Regions from separate parts of the Sus scrofa genome. Here all the other regions are linked to region 3. A link is a contact called in public Hi-C data. All regions are on one chromosome and are shown on one strand. The core of a region is the stretch at or near the end of the contact, and the rest is flanking DNA. Distances in the headings are between cores, read along the strand shown.

Region 1 (3,409 bases), core at 769-3,268, 220 kb after region 3:
CCAATCACTGAAGAAACATGATGCCAAAATTTTTTTGTATAGCTTGTTACAAACACCTCTGTATATCTGAGATGAAGTTTTCACATGCAGATGGCTAGGCCTGCATGTCCATTGCATGTTAGAACACTGTGTTTGGTGCAGCCTCAGTTAGTCTGTAGAAACACTAGTGTTACAGGACTTTATACAAGTCCACATGTACTGAAGAGGAAATTTCTCAACTGCTATCATAAAGAATTTAAAGAATTTACATTCTGCTAAGAATTTAAAGCCCAATTGTATCTGACTTATGGCCTGGCACATCTGGGACTCAAGTTTCAAGTGTCAGATTTGATAGAAACTATCCAGAAACAAATGAAAAACAATTAAGAGAGGGAAAAAATAATAAAAAGCAAAACCAGAAATTCCCATCATCGCTCAGTGGAAGCAAATCTGACTAGCATCACTGAGGATGCAGTTTTGATCCCTGGCCTCCCCTTGCTCAGTGGATTAAGGATCTGGGGTGGCTGTGGCTGTGGTGTAGGCCAACAGCTATAGCTCCTAATCGACCCCTAGCTGGGAACCTCCATATGCCACGGGTGTGGCCCTAAAAAGACAAAATAAAATAACAAAATAAAAAGCAAACCCCAAAACAAACAAACTGAAAAAACCCAGCCAGCCACTTTAAGTAATGAGAAGTAAAAGTAGCAACCACCTAGAGAAACTGAAGCCCTTTTGGTCTTGTCCTTTTCTGAGGTAAATAATGGATTTAATTCAAATGATTCCAAAACCAAAGTTAAAGTTTTTCCAAGATACTCCCCAAAATTTAATGAGGCACTTAGCTCCTGGCCAATTTGTCTTGGAAAGTCTATTTTATTTCTCTAAGTTAAAAGAGATATGGGAAATTTATTGAGTGTTGTTATTGTTTGTTTCATGGCCAAGGTGGATATGTGAGAATACCTGCTTTGCCGTGTTCAAGCCTGAAATGATTATGACTGCAATGAAGTCAACTCTGAGGCATCAAGTTCCCCTGGGTAATGGAGAAGGCCAGAGTCACTCAGTCACCATACCCCCTTCTTGCAAAAGGTAGTTGGGGGGCCTTTGTACAGACCTCATGAGGCCCTTCAGCTGCCATTAAGGGGGTGTCATCTCTCTCCACAGCTTGCCTGACTGCCAATATGTGTGGTCTGGTATTTCACCATCATCCCAGAACAGCCCTATTGCGAAAAATCATCAGGTGGGTCAATAATTATCAAGGACTCGGTTGTGGGCAATACTGTTCTAAGGAGGAGTCCCTAAAGGCTATCTTGGTCAGCGGACTCTTGGACAGGAGCCTCCTTGGACCACTAAGTTCTGCCTTCCCACCTGGTTAGTTTATGAGCCCGTCTCTGGAATTCTGCCGAGTGCATCCTCTAAGAGGCATCATCAGAAGTGGCGCCAAGAAACGTGATGCTGCACTTGTTATAAGTGGTTTTGGAGAAACTAGTCTTGTTGCAGGGTTCCCTCTGCACAAACTGGAATTACAATGTGCATTTTGATTTGCTGACACCCCCCCACCTCCACCCCCAGTACCAGGCCTTGACCACCACGCCAGCTCTCATGCTTTGACCTTCCCTAGGGTGACCGGGTGAAGAAGGAAGTGTGTTTTGGGGGGTGGAGGTGGGGAAGTCTGTCTAGGTTACCTTGGGCTGTGCTGCTGCTGGTCATTTGGCCCTGAGAGACAACAACCATGACTCTGCAAATGGCTTTTACGTGTGCCATGGGACTGTTTGATGGAGATTTGAGGGATAAGTGACCTTCTCAGTGAGGGACAGATGCTATGCCCTGGAGTTACAGGGCTCTGGTCACTTTCACCTAATTTGTGCTCTCTGATCTCCAATTCAAGGTACTGTTTGAAGCATGTAAGTTCCTGCCAGTAATTGAGTGGCTGATTAACGCAGGCAGTAATAATTGCATCATTTCACCATATTCAGACAGAACACTCAGCCCCAGTAGTTATTGCATCAGCTCAGAGCAAGCTGCTTTTCCAACCAATTAAACTCCTTGTGCTTGAGCACTCAATGCCTGCTAATCCCATTTTTAAGTCCCCACCTCACAACCTATTTCACAACGAGCTTCTTGCCTGAAGGAAATGACTTCAATGACTTCGCCAAACCTAATCAGCACCCAACTCAGGGCCAAGTGGCCTTTAAAGAGATTTTCCAGGGACTCCCAGAAACAACCCGATTACAGGTCTCTTCCTGCCTCCCCCCAGGGAGAAACCCTTCTCAAGTTTCTGTTATCGGAATAGTGATGCTGCTCCCTGGTGACTGTTTTTGTCCTAAGACACTATGGATGATGAAACTCTGTATTTGCTGGGTTTTTTCCCCTCCTTTATTCACTTTTGTTAAAACAGTACTGCTTGCTCAATATAGGAAAAATCAGAACACACAGCTAAGCCAAATGAATAATTATGTTACCTAAATTCCTGCCACCCAAAAACTACCATGGCTGAAATGTTGGTTACCCTCCCAATTTTTTATTGAATTGCCTTTAGAAAGAGGCAGGTGCCAATCTCAATGTTAGAATTTAATATTTACAAATTAAAAAAAAAGATGTAATATAGAATAGATAATGCTGGCTCTTCATTTGGAAGAAAATAAACATAGACTCCTACCTTATACTGTATGGAAAAATCCCCTTATAGTTTAAAATCTAAATGTAAAAAAATACAATGCAGGGAATGTTTTAAAATGTGGTATTCTACATAAACATTCTAGAGATGGAAGAAGACTTTTAAAACCCAAACTAAAAACTTTAAAGGAAAATATAGTTATATTTGATTTAAAAATTATAAAATCAATAGATGACAGTACACTTGTAATGCAAGTAACAAGGTTTATATATAAAAATACCAACTCTTAAATTTGAGAAAAAGACAAGATGGGAGAAAGATGCTCAAAGGATGCAAATGAACAATTTATTGAATAAATTCAAATGGCCAACAGGCCAATGAACATATGAGAAGATGCTCAAATTCATTAGTCGTGAGACATAGGCAAATTCAAGTTAACAATAAAAGACCATTTTACACTTAAACTGGCAGAAAGAGCCATAATACCATATGCTGGTGGGATTAGGGGAGGAACGTACTCTGATAACTTTGCTGGCGAAATGTCATGTGCCCAAATCTTTGGGGAAAGAAACTTGATGGTGTCTATTAAAATGAAAAAGATCATGTGTCCCTTGAACCAGCAACTTCCCTCCTGGGAGGATAGCACCTAGAAATAAAAGCAGCAGCTTTAAGGATATATGTCCAAAGAGGTTTCCTGCAGCCTGGTTCAGAGGGAAGAAACAGAAAAGAATGGCTATAAGCAGAGTAGTAGCTTCATAACTGTTGATACATCTCATTCAAAGGGATATTTTTTCAGTCATTAAAAAAATTAGTTACAGC
Region 2 (3,158 bases), core at 293-2,792, 200 kb after region 3:
GGCTTCTGTGTGTACTGTGTCCTAAAGCAAGTGGAGCTGGCACATTTGCTATGCTGAGGCTCCGGTGCATGCCGGGGTATCTGTGCATTTTCTACTGTGCACTTCTTTGGCCCCAAGTAAGAGGCTGCATGCTCCTCACAAGTGGAGTCCAGGCTTCTCACAGCCCTCATGTTTGTCCCACTGACCCTCTGACTAGCTAAGGGCAGGCTCATCTTCCCTGTGTTGGACCCCAAGGTCAGGGCACCCAATATATGACTTAAGCTGTTTCATCCCCAGTGAGGATCTCCTTTTCCCTAGATGTCCCCTCTCAGGGTCATAGGTCCCAATCTATGGTCACTTCTCTTCCCTCCTACCTGATTCCATGTGGTTCTTTCTTACATCCTTGGTTATATAGGGGTCTTTCTGCTAGTCTCTAGTTTTCATAAATGTTGCATAGATAGATGTGTTTTTGATGTCTTTGAGGGGTAGGTGAGTTCTGCATCCTCTTACTCTGCCATCTTGACACCCTCCCTCCTTTGCCTTTTATTCTTCCTCCCTGCATCTTCCTGCTTGGAATGCATAGCTGCCATCTGGGTTCATGGAGTCAAGGCCACCCATGGCAGTGCAGCCAGTTAGAAGAAGCCTGGGCCCCTGGCACAATGAGGTCCTGATCTTTCCTAGATAGTTATGTAAGGGAAATAAATTGCAATCCAATTTAAGCTATTGTGATTTGGGGCTTTTTGTCACTTAGAACTAAACCTAATTCTAACAAGAACTTATCGTAACTCTTAACAGTTATGAGTTACTCTTTTTTTTTTTTTTTTTTTTTGGTCTTTTTGCCTTTTCTAGGGCCGCTCCCATGGCATATGGAGGTTCCCAGGCTAGCGGTCGAATCAGAGCTGTAGCTGCTGACCTACACCACAGCCACAGCAATGCCATATCCGAGCCTGGTCTGCAACCTACATTGTAGCTCATAGCAATGCCAGATCCTTAACCTACTGAGTGAGGCCAGGAATGGAAACTGCATCCTCATGGATGCTAGTCAGATTCATTTCCACTGAACCATGATGGAAACTCCCCAGCACTAGATTAAATTGCTTTTGTAAATGAGCCTTGTAAGCTTGCATACTCTCCAGTATAAGGCAGCTCAGGTTAGTAAGGTCTCTGATTAGCATGGTACTATTAATCATTTTTTCCAATTGCCAATAACCCTAGAAACAAATCAGTTAATTCTGCAAGTGCATTAATTCTTTTAAACTCCTCCCCCTGATCTGTGTCAAGAAAAATATGAAGGTTTGATTATTTTCCCCTTTGACCTTTCTGAAATAATCAAGATTCTGGTCTGATTGAAAGTAGAATGTTGCTAGCAGAGTTAGTGACCAGAGTGAAACCATTCTTAGACATTCTACGTGGATCAGTTAGCTATTTCTGGAGCTGCTGGTCTAGGATGGCCTCACACATCTGGCAGTTGGCTGGCTGTCAACTGAGTCAATATGTGACCAAGCCACGTGTCTTTCATTATCTAACAGGCTAGCCTGGGTTTGTTTACATAGTGGTGGCAGGATTCTGAGAGCGTGTGGAAATATGCAAGCTCCCTAGAGGCATAAGCTCAGAACCAGCACACTATCACTTCCATTACATTTTGTGCCAAAGCAAGTCGCAAGTCCCATCCAGATTCAAGGGATGGGGGAAATAGACTCCACTTCTTGTTGGGAGAACCACAGTGTCACATTGCAACAGGTATAGATACAGGGAGGAGTGAAGAACTGTAGCTGTTTTCTAATCATTTTAACACAATATGATTTTTTAACATAAAAATTTCAACTGTGCTAATCAGACAAAACCGGGCACTCCCAAGAAGGCAGCTCCCTTTCCTCATGGATTGACAAAGTAGTTTTAGTCCATTCAGGCTGCCATAACGGAATTCCATAGACTGAATGGCTTATCAACAACAGAAATTGATTTGTCACAGTTCTGGAGGCTGAAAGTACAAGATCAAGGTGCTGGCAGATTTGGTGTCTGCTGAGGGCCCACTTCCTGGTTCATAGACAGTGAGTTTTCACTGTGACCTCACTTGATGGAAGAGGGAAAGGAGGTCTTTAATTGAGTCTTTTATATATTTTATATACACTGGAGTCTTTTATAAGGACACTAATCTCAATCAGGAGAGCAGAGTCCTCCTGTTTCTAATAACCTTCTAAAAGTCCCACCTTCTAATACCATCACCTTGGGGTAAGGAGTTCAACATATGGATTTGGGAGGATGCAAATATTTAGACCACATCAGTGGTGTAGTTGTATTTTCTTAGTTGAGAATCAGAAAATGATAGCTTTAGGTTTCAGGTTCTCAACAAAATCACTGTAATTATTTAGTAATAGAGTTTCTAATCTCACACTTCAAACCACACCAGCCAGGTGATAAATGTGTACCAGTGGAAATGGTAATTAAAGTAATCTTTGCCTCCGAGTCTCACTCTTCATTCAGCTAAAATTTCTAAGTTCTAGGCTCTTTTTGCTAAGGTGTAGGGATGCACAATGAATAAGACCCAGACTTAGTCCAAGCCTTTGTGGAGCCATAGTGTAGCCAGAGATAGGAGCATGGATGCAACCTAGAGTAATTCAATTTGATGGGCACAGAAAACAAAGCCTCACTCTAGAGCAAAAAAATGACATGGAAGGCTTCTCTCTGGAAGCAGATCAGGGAAAACATTCTCAGTGCCTCCACCCACCTGCCTGCTTGCCTGACAGTCCTTAAGGCCCTCCTGTAATTTCCTCAGTCCAGATCACATTCTGTCCCTGAGTTGTAACTGAGGCAAAGCCATAATGCACCTCTGGCCCCTTCCTGGAGCTCCTGCAGCCATTCACCCTCAGATGGTGGGAGGTCCTCTCCGATCTGAGTTTTAAAGTTCCTACACAGGGCAGGCTTGTCTTCGGAGTGTTTTACAGGAGCCCTGATGCTTCACGTCTTTACATTCCTCAGTATTTTGACAAATCCTATCTCTCTAGAAATGTGGAGGGTATGTGGGAAGCTCCTCTGAGGATGGAAGACATTTGGGAGAACTTTCCACGCCACTGCCCACAATTAGCCCTTCTTCTTAACAAGCATTTGGTGACCCAGGCTGAAACTGACATCAGCTTCTGGCTAAGATCTCCTGTGACTGGAGTATCCTTTGCTATGCT
Region 3 (3,058 bases), core at 358-2,857:
AGCCTTCCATGGTCTCATCTGGGGTTTCTGTTTGAATATCTAACTTGCTGTTCCCACTGTCCCCTTCAGAACTTGGTACTGGGGATGGAAAGCTGGGGACTTTCTCAGGGACTTACCAGTGTCTGAATTCCAGTCCTATTCACTCTGATTTTTCTCCCCCATTCATTACATTTTTACCTACTTTAAGTCAGCATATGCATTCTTCTTCTATCAGTGGGTTATGGTATAAGGTTCTCTGAATTCATGGGTTTTGGATCTTGATATTTAAAGTTAAGCTCTGGTATTTGCAATTTTTTTAAAAAGGAGAAACTCACTTTTCTTCTCTCAGATGCATGCCCCTTCCAGTAGAAAGCAGACAGTGGTCTTTGCTATAGATTGACCAAAATCTTCCTGGTAGCTTATAACCCATGGCTTTTGTTCTGCCTGGATGGTTCTACCCTGAAGGTGAGCTATTCAGAAGGTGCCCACAGACTGCTGAATGGTGGGTGAAAGGAAAGAATGAGGGGACTTAAATGGCACAGAATTGAGTAATAATTAAAAAATTGCCCCACTACAGTTGGGAAACCATGCATGTTTTCAGAATCTTTGATAAGAGATCACGGTGTTCCCACGAAGCTGGCTAGAAGCAAACTGTGACCTATTCAATTACATTGCTACTTGCCAGGAATTAAGTAATGGTGTTCTTGGAACTGGCGAGTACAGTGTGGTCAGTGTTTATCTAACCCTCTGCTGAAGAGTCTGGCCTTAGCTTCTGGAAGTCTCACGAGGTTATCTAGATGATAATATCTCTAGGATGGAGAGCCATTCATTAGTTCATTCAGGGGCCCAGCGTTAGGGGATAGATTTTATAGATTCCTGTGAAAGGCAGGGCCCGAGCTGTTTGATAACATTTCTCAACTTTCAGAGTAAGAGTCATTTAGGAAGATTGTTTAAAAATGAAGATTCCAAAAAAAAAAAAAAAAAATGGGGGTTAATAGATGCAAACCATTGCCTTTGGAATGGATAAGCAATGAGATCCTGCTGTATAGCACTGGGAACTCTGTCTAGTTACTTATGATGGGGCATGATAATGGGAGAAAAAAAGAATGTGTATATGTATGTGTAACTGGATCACCTTGCTGTACAGTAGAAAACTGACAGAACACTATAACCCAGCTATAATGTAAAAAAATAAAAATCATTATAGATTAAAAAAAAAAATAAAGATTCCTTGAAACTTTGTCCAGATCAACTGATTCCTAGGTCTGGGCTAAGGCTTAGGAATTTACATTTTAACAGGCTTCTTCAGGACTGCACTTTGAGATCAGACTCATAATTGAAGTAGCTAGGACTAAAAATCAAATAATCAGTGACAGTACCACTTAGATCCAGGCCAGGTCTGTATTTAGAGGACCCTGCTCTGGCCCTGTCCATCCTCGTGTGGTGGGGCAATCAGTGGACTCAAGAGGATATGCCACCTGGAGTCGAGGACCAGCCTTCCAGACCTTCATCAAGGTGCCAGGCGCCTGGAATTTTCTGCCACCACTGAGCGGGCTCCCAGGTTTTGCACGGGCTCTTTCCTGGTCTGACCTCCAGGGGGCGTACCCTGTTGTTGACAGCCTTAGGCCTCAGAGGTGGCTGGCCTGGGGACAGCCGTCCCTGGGGATGTGGATGGAGCTTGGCTCTGTGAGCTGTTGTATCTACCAGAGCCAGAGGAAACCCCAAGTGCAGGGTTGGCTGTGGCCAGGAGCTGGCTTTCCCTGTACTGCCACCTGGCATTCTGGGTCCCTTGGAAGGTACATTTATCAGGTAGGAGAACAGAACATGTTTCATTCAGCAGCTCCTTAGCATTGATGATAACGTCTAAATACATAGACGGTTTGTGGGCCTCTATCACATTCTTGTCTTAGAGCCCATGAATGGTAGGGGTGACCCGATCACTGTTTTCAAGTGGTTAATGTCTTAGAATTGATTTCTTCTGATCAAGAAACTGTCCTTTAAGGCAAGCCCCAGGGAAGGACAGATAGAGGAGAAAGGAAGGGGAAGAGTGACCTCCAGGCTTGGCCACACCGAGGGGGCCCAGCAAGGGAGTGGATCAGACCTGCATATCAGGATAAAACTTGATGTGGCCTTTTGCAGGTTGTTTGCTGTCCTTTTCTCTAACAGGTGGGGGGTGGGGGGGCAGTACAATTGTTTGCTGAACTGGCTGATTTCAGCTACCCTTGCAGGGGGAGGGGCAAACCCAAGTTGTCTCATCTCTTTCTCTCCAGGATTCCAGCTTCTCTTGCTGGAATTTGCCCTTTTTCTTGCAGTGAAATAGAGTGTGGAAATGTGAACACTTTCCAGAATGACTTTAAAATATTTTCAGCCACTGTTGGATGTTTAACAAAAAAAAAAAAAAAAAAAAAAAGAAGGAATTCCTGTCATGGCTCAGTGGTTCATGAACCTGACTAGTAACTGTAGGTTGCTCAGTGGGTTAAGGATCTGGCGTTGCAGTGAGCTGTGGTGTAGGTCTCAGATGCAGCTGGGATCTGGCATTGCTGTGGCTCTGGTGTAGGCCGGTGGCTACAGCTCTGATTAGACCCCTAGCCTGGGAACCTCCATATACTGCGGGTACAGCCCTAGAAAAGACCAAAAGGACCTCTTTAGAGTTGGATCCATTATTTCATATGGGATTAACAAAGGAAACTTTGATTTTTTTAAATAGGTTTCACATACACTGGAAGGTGAAAAGACATCATTTCATGACAGTCACTCTTCTTGATACCATATGCCATATACTTTAATGGAAATATTCCTTAAAATACCCAATTACTCTTGTTTTAATTCACTGCTTCTATTAGGTCTGCTATATACTCTTGCCTAGGTTTTACACTGCACAACGACCCCTACCCTAAGAAATGAGTTGGGGGTGAAATCCAGCCCACCTTCCCCTCATCATCATGGGCCTGTATCTACCAGAAAGTAGGATACCCTTTTCTAATCACAAAGAGTCACAGTCTGCTCTTCAAATCACACACCTGCAGGCATAGGTGCATGCAAAAGTGTCCCTATGGGTTGCCATGGTAGTCAAACATTT

Evidence for each region. A called contact is a pair of places that touch in the nucleus more often than the background predicts.
Region 1: a Hi-C map of liver shows a contact between it and region 3, with 10 times the contacts expected there. The contact joins two enhancer-like sites. A contact is called at or near these places in 5 of 47 Hi-C or Micro-C datasets (alveolar macrophages, embryonic fibroblasts and liver).
Region 2: a Hi-C map of liver shows a contact between it and region 3, with 9 times the contacts expected there. The contact joins two enhancer-like sites. A contact is called at or near these places in 5 of 47 Hi-C or Micro-C datasets (alveolar macrophages, liver and skeletal muscle).

Annotation. Positions count from the first base shown.
Region 1 is chr9:106,417,295-106,420,703 of Sscrofa11.1, reverse strand. No RefSeq gene overlaps it. Among named protein-coding and RNA genes, the nearest start is that of CCDC71L, 130 kb to the left of the region's middle. Within about 2 kb of position 2,018, at least 7 of the 83 cell types and tissues checked have an H3K27ac peak or open chromatin away from gene starts, as enhancers often do. A contact at or near this core is called in liver, where this site is marked.
Region 2 is chr9:106,435,120-106,438,277 of Sscrofa11.1, reverse strand. No RefSeq gene overlaps it. Among named protein-coding and RNA genes, the nearest start is that of CCDC71L, 110 kb to the left of the region's middle. Within about 2 kb of position 1,542, at least 16 of the 83 cell types and tissues checked have an H3K27ac peak or open chromatin away from gene starts, as enhancers often do. A contact at or near this core is called in liver, where this site is marked.
Region 3 is chr9:106,637,805-106,640,862 of Sscrofa11.1, reverse strand. No RefSeq gene overlaps it. Among named protein-coding and RNA genes, the nearest start is that of PIK3CG, 66 kb to the left of the region's middle. Within about 2 kb of position 1,607, at least 8 of the 83 cell types and tissues checked have an H3K27ac peak or open chromatin away from gene starts, as enhancers often do. A contact at or near this core is called in liver, where this site is marked.